Linked DNA regions of Gossypium hirsutum: region 2 is linked to region 1. Evidence: chromatin contacts called from public Hi-C data. All regions are on one chromosome and are shown on one strand. The core of a region is the stretch at or near the end of the contact, and the rest is flanking DNA. Distances in the headings are between cores, read along the strand shown. Region 1 holds the start of LOC107912542 (3-hydroxyisobutyryl-CoA hydrolase 1). Region 2 holds the start of LOC107912554 (pyrophosphate-energized vacuolar membrane proton pump).

Evidence for each region. Hi-C and Micro-C count contacts between places; a contact is called where the count stands out from the background.
Region 2: a contact with region 1 is called in a Hi-C map of leaf, with 5 times the contacts expected there. The contact joins the promoter of LOC107912554 here to the promoter of LOC107912542 in region 1. A contact is called at or near these places in 15 of 34 Hi-C or Micro-C datasets (anther, fibers, hypocotyl and 2 more).

What each region holds. Positions count from the first base shown.
Region 1 is chrD08:23,927,208-23,930,184 of Gossypium_hirsutum_v2.1, reverse strand. It overlaps LOC107912542 (3-hydroxyisobutyryl-CoA hydrolase 1), which reads left to right and starts at 1,664. Exons shown (of 14, transcript XM_016840760.2): 1 at 1,664-1,861; 2 at 2,243-2,323; 3 at 2,830-2,898. The coding sequence starts at 1,829.
Region 2 is chrD08:24,057,750-24,061,052 of Gossypium_hirsutum_v2.1, reverse strand. It overlaps LOC107912554 (pyrophosphate-energized vacuolar membrane proton pump), which reads right to left and starts at 1,418. Exons shown (of 9, transcript XM_016840789.2): 1 at 1,074-1,418; 2 at 674-975. The coding sequence starts at 938.

The DNA of each region.
Region 1 (2,977 bases), core at 415-2,914:
CACCAATATAAACCTACGCCTAATTTGCAATTTAAGCAGTATAGGGAGTAGGGTCGATCCTTCAGAGACTGGGTTCACGTAAAATCGTTGCTCTTTCTCGACCAGATTCGTGTCTGGGCAGTTGTCGTGCCCAAGAAATTTGGGGGAGGATAAAATTGAAAACCTGAAATAAACAGGGAAAAAATGAGTGAAAAGTAAAAACTAAAAATAAAATAATAAAAACAGTTAAATAAATCTGAAGAAAAATTAATTAAACTTAGCTCAGCTTCAGGCACGGGTTTTTCCTCGTCTTTGAACCGATCCTCGAAATTAGATGAACTCCTCTTTTCCAATAAGCTAGTTATAGCTACCAAGGACGCCTCGGACACCAACTCTTCCTTGTGTAAATTAGTTATGGAACGACCTATAACTAACCCTTACTGATCGAACAACCAACGAAACGTTCGTGGTTTAAAACTTTGGCAGCTTTGCTGTTTAGAAGAGCCTAGCTCTAACCAATGTCCTCAACCGCGTGGGACATTTAAATCCGGTTACTACTTCCCTTGACGGAACCAAACAGCAATCCCCACTTGGCACGCCAATGTGTTCACGGAAAACCGATTAGACAATCGATCCTCGGAATTCCAACTGTATGTCTAACCACACTAACTCAAACGACGTCTTTTTTGACTTAGTGTTTATTTGACTTTGTGAGTTGACAAAATCATACTATTAATCCGGAGAAGTAATAAATACTGAAAATTAGGAATTGAATTGTTGGGGTTCGCAACTCACGGACCTTGACGAAGCTAACACCGGCCTAAAGCTGAAATGGATTTAGCTGACTAATGTTTGGGGCATGTTGGAGTTGGGCATATTTGAAGAGGGTTGGATAAATGAAAAAGAAATGTAGGTGGGTAGGTGTAGGTGACGCAAGGTTTGGCTGCTAGTGTTATATTTCTAAGGCAGGAAATTAATAAATGGGAAAAGAAAATAAGGAACTAAAGCCAGCAAATAAAGAAGAAAGGAAAGATTATATTTCAGAAGATGAAAGCTTGATTAAAAACTTGATGAAAAACACTTGATGAATAAATGAACATAGTAGCCCCCTATTTATACTAGTGGCTTTGCCAAATTAAGAGACACTAGAGGAAATAAAATATTTCATGATATAAAAATCCCTACATAATCTCCCACTAAGTAACATAAAATTTCAGCTAATTACATCTTGGAAAAATTCTGCTTTGGCCCACCTTCTTTGCTCCTTTCTTCAATGTAGCCCAATTGTTTCCTTTTTCTTCTATTTATCCCCAAATTGTACCCCTGTATAAAATTTAATATAAACATGAAAAAATCAATGGTGCATTCTCATAAATTGACCAATTAAATTACATAAAATATATATTTTTAGCATTTAATCAGTAGCTGTGATAAGCATTGGGACTTGAGGGAAGTAATGGATTCATTTTTACCTACAACACCAGAGCTCTACTACCAATATGGAGTTGGAAGTTGATTTGTTTAAGCCGTAGAGCTTGTAATTCCAAATGACTTCTCATATAATTATTTCCTTATAATCTAACTAACATTTAAATTCATATATCACAATAATTAATTATTTATTCCCATTTTAGCAAAGGATAAAAATTAATTAAAAACAACGTCATCTTAAGATGATATCTCTAGGCTCTAGCCGGATGGTTAGAATAAGAACCAAGACCCAACCGATAAAGACCTTCGCCTTCTTTATGACCCAATTTTTCTTTTCTTTACATCTATCCTCTCATTTTTTCCCACTTATTTCTCCTCCTTCTCATAACCCAACCTCCTACTTTCAACTTCCAATCCAATGTCTTCCTCCGTTTCTTCCCAACATGATCAGGTCCTTCCCCCTTCTTTTTCCCCCTTTTCTGCAATCTTGGGTTTTTTATTATTATTATTTTAAATTCTGTATTCTAATGTTTTTCTTCACTCCAAAGACTTAATTTGGCATTCCGAAGATCGTGTTTTCTAGGAGATAACCCATAAAACCTTCCCTATCCTCTCTCTCATTGCTTCTCCATAGAGCTTCAATTAACTTAAAATCAATTCCAACTTCCTTTATTGTCTTTGTAATTGAAATAATTTCTTGTTGATTTTCCATTTCAATTACAAATATGTCATTTTTTTTTTGGATAATGAGAATTTCTCCTTGCTTCACTGCGTTAACTAGCTTTGGTAATATTTGGGAAGGTTCACTTATATTTCTTCATTACCTCTGCAGGTTCTAGTAGAAGAAAACTCCTTCGCAAGAATTCTAACCTTAAACCGGCCTAAGCAGCTCAATGCCCTTTCATTTCAGATGGTATGATCTCTTCTTAATAAGCTGCTTAAACTCTTTCAGTATTTGGGAACTACCCCTGTGTCATACAATGAGTTTTAGTACTGTTACTAGTAAAAAAGAATCTCACCTTAAAAAAAAGCTCAATGCCCTTCTATTTTTTATTTTTTAAATTTTTTGCATTTTACCACCTTCTGGAGAACAGTTCCTAGGTGCACCACATGTTGCTTGATCAAATGTCTCTAGCCCGAAAGGTCAAACAATTTTTTATGCTAGTTATTTTTCTAGCTGCTAGTTCTTATGGTCTTCTTTACATGCCTTCTTTGTCAACTGTTGACTACATACGATAACCTATCAAGTTTGTCCTTTACAAGAAAATTGTGTATTCAGGATCTGTACCTTGCACATGCTTTTCTTCTCTATTTCTATGTTATCTGCATGAGTATCATATATTGTCTGTCAAAGACCTTTTGGTCACATTAATTGTTTGAAACATGAAATAGTAATAATGTTATCTCTTTCAACGGCAGATTTCTCGGTTACTAGAACTTTTTCTTGCCTACGAGGAGGATCCTAATGTCAAGCTGGTAATACTGAAGGTACACACCTCCGAAGATACAACTTTAGTATCATTTTTCTTTTACTTCATTGAAAGAAACAACTTGACAAAAGTAAAGA
Region 2 (3,303 bases), core at 169-2,668, 130 kb before region 1:
GTTTAAACCCAAAAAGACAAAAAGGAAAGAAAAAAGCCTAGATCTCAATTATGTTCTCAATGTGCAAACAGAAAATCAACACACCAGCTTAACCATATATTGATTGTAAGATATAATTAATAAATACACGTGGGTCCAAACTCCAAATTACCCCATCACCATACACTTCGATCTGAAGAAAACACTCATTGGAGCACACATTTTTTTATATATATAAATAAAAGATAGCTTGTACATGCTGTAGTTTTTCATGGCTTTTGAATACATAAAATGAATATAAGAATATTTTGTTTTTTAAAAATAAAAACTAAAACTTTAACAAGGAAAGCATGGTGAAACAGAAAACCTCGTGCTCCAAAACTCATTCTTCTAAGTTAAACCACATCACCAAAATTTATACAGACAAACCAAGAAATCCAATATCAATAAATAACATAATATAATGTGAAACTGAAGATCTAAACTTTCACAACATAAAAATCGAAATGTCTCACGACAGCGAGAAAAAAAAAACACGTTTTTTTCCGAGTACCCATTACGGCTAAGTAATTCAAACGTGAAAACCAAAAACAAAAACAACATAAGGAAAGACCGAAAGTTTCTCTTTTTTTTTTTTTTCGAAATCCCAGATCGAAAAAAGCTTTAAAAAATAAAAAGTGAAGAGGGTACCAACCTTCAGAGATGGCGTTTTGGATTTCAGCACATTTAACAACAACATTGTGGTCATTGAGACCTTCTTCTTCTTCAATGAGGTAATCAGCGTAGCCGTTTTTACCAGCGGCACCGTTGTTACCGGGGGCACCAGAGTCTCGACCGGGAGAGAGCTTGACCCGGGAAACGAGAATCCATTGAACGAGAGAAAAGGCAATTCCAATCACGGCACAAACCGGGATCAGGATCTCGGTTCCGAGATCTGGCAAAATCCAGGAGGCCCCCATATCAAACCACCTTCCCCAAAAGAGACGAAATGCAAAGCTGAAAGTGAGAGAAAAAAATGTTTGTCAGCGAGGGGAGGGGAAAATGAGAGAGAGTTTATAATAATTATATACAGGAAAAGTTTGTGGTGAGAATGCCTTTAAATGCTTCGCTGGCCTGAAAGAATGGAAGGGCTAAAGATAGAAAATTCGTTAACGTTTTATTAACTATTTTTTAACTTTGTATATTTTTATTCTCATAAAATGAAGTTTTTATAAGAGATGTCACTCATAAAAGTTGGTTATAAGAGAGTTTATAACTAGTTTTGAAATTAAAGAACTTTTTTTTTTGACAGAATAATGTTGGTTATAAGAGAGATGTCACTCATAAAAGTCGCGTGAGAGAGAGAATCACAAGGTATTTGATCGGTTGGAACGACTTTTTTTTTTTTTTTGCTGTTTTAATTCTATTCCGCAATAACTACTCGTTGCTCTGTATTGTTGAGTGTGATCGGTGCGGTGCAACTTTTTGCTTCTTTAACAAACACAGTTACTACAGGAAGAAGAGTGTTTGAAGCTCATGGTGTGGATTAACCATCCGGTCATTAAGAAAACATCCTTCAAATAAAAATGGTTACTTAATTTTTTTATTTTTGTTTTTTCCCAATTGTTTTAGATTTTTGGGTGTTTTCACTTTTACAAGTAAATAGGTGGACCATATTTTACTACTTTTCATAATTTGATAACCAAAAACAATTCACAACAAACAAAAACAAGAATAATATCTTGGCAATCACATTAAAGCAATCAGACTCAAGAATTACATTAGACCATTTCTTATCTTTTTTTCCCTTGAGCATCCTAAAATTGAGGGCCCCTACTATGAGTTAATGACTCAAAAAGAGCAAGTGAAGTCTTGGAGCACTTGTTGCCAAACCGTTATCAAGTTAGAGGAGGGCCCTCAAAAAGGGAGTGACTGTCAAATTTCCATATATACCAACACATAAGGGCGAGCAAGTTTTAAGAACAAAAAGAACAGAAGGTGCGCATAAATGCTTACCCACCAGTCCTCAAAGCTTGAGAATCCTCCCTCCAAAATCAATACCTAAAACCCGAAACTCCCTAGACTACCTTGGTGAAGGGACAGAAAAAGAGTGCACACTCAACTAACTCCATTTCCTCCTCACATCTCAAACAATTAGGGTTCACTTCCCTCAATCTCTTAACAAGGTTTTCTTTGGTAGCAACCTCATTGTGACAAGATCTCCAAATAAATCTTTTTTATCTTATGAACCACTTTGAGATTCCATAGATGTTTCCATCCCTTATGAGAAAAGCCATTGCCAACATTGGACACACTTAAATTTAAAAAAAAAAAGAATTTAGCTTCTAAGTACATTTATCTCTTTTGTCAAATTGGACCTAATTTTTTTTATCATGTTGATACACAACCCTTCAAATATATCCAAGTTGATGCCTTCCGGATGAAAAAACTAATTAAACTCCTATAGTTTTAAAGATGTTGACATGGTAGCTTACATGGCAATCAACATGTACTTCATTACTGACATGGATAGTTTTTTTATAAAAGAAAAAAAAAGTATGAACTTTTTGAACTTCTTGAAATATTTTAAATTTTTTATTTTTTATTTTTAATTTTTATGAAGTACACATGGACAATCACGCAAGTTACCAAGTTAATGTACTTAAAATTTTAATAGTCTAGTTAGCTTTTCCTTCCAACAAGCAACAATTTGACTAAATTAGAAAGGTTAAGGACTAAAGTGACAAAAATGTATTAAAGCCAAAGTGACAAAAAGGATAAACATTAGGGCTAAATATGTCACTGTGCCAAAACATAACGAGGTCAAGATATGAGTCACTGATACCATTATCAAGCATTGTAGATTCCATCTTTCAAAAAATGCCACATAAGTTCATCTTGAACACAAGGAGAACCAATAGAGATTTTCTCAATAGATTTTTACTCTTCATAATTGAAAATCGATGGAGGATATTACTTTTCAAAGTGCATAAATTTGAATCAATAAGATCCTTAACCATCATATGTGACCTGAATCAATTGTTGGATCACCAGTACACCCCATGGCACAGCGAAAAGTTAAATCTAACGATCACATCCAGGGATCCATGTGCAAGGAACGAATCGGGGTGAAAAGGATACGAACAATTACCTTTAATCGTCTGAAAAATAAAAAAAAGTAGATTACACAATTGTGTTTCGATTCCAAGCCATTACAAAAACGTTTCGGCCTCTACATAATCCACCCAGTGTGATAACGAACGGTAAGTACTCTCTAAAAATTTTTTAGAGAGAAAAATTACTTGACGGTTGCTAGACCTCACACATCCCTTATTTCAAGTATAT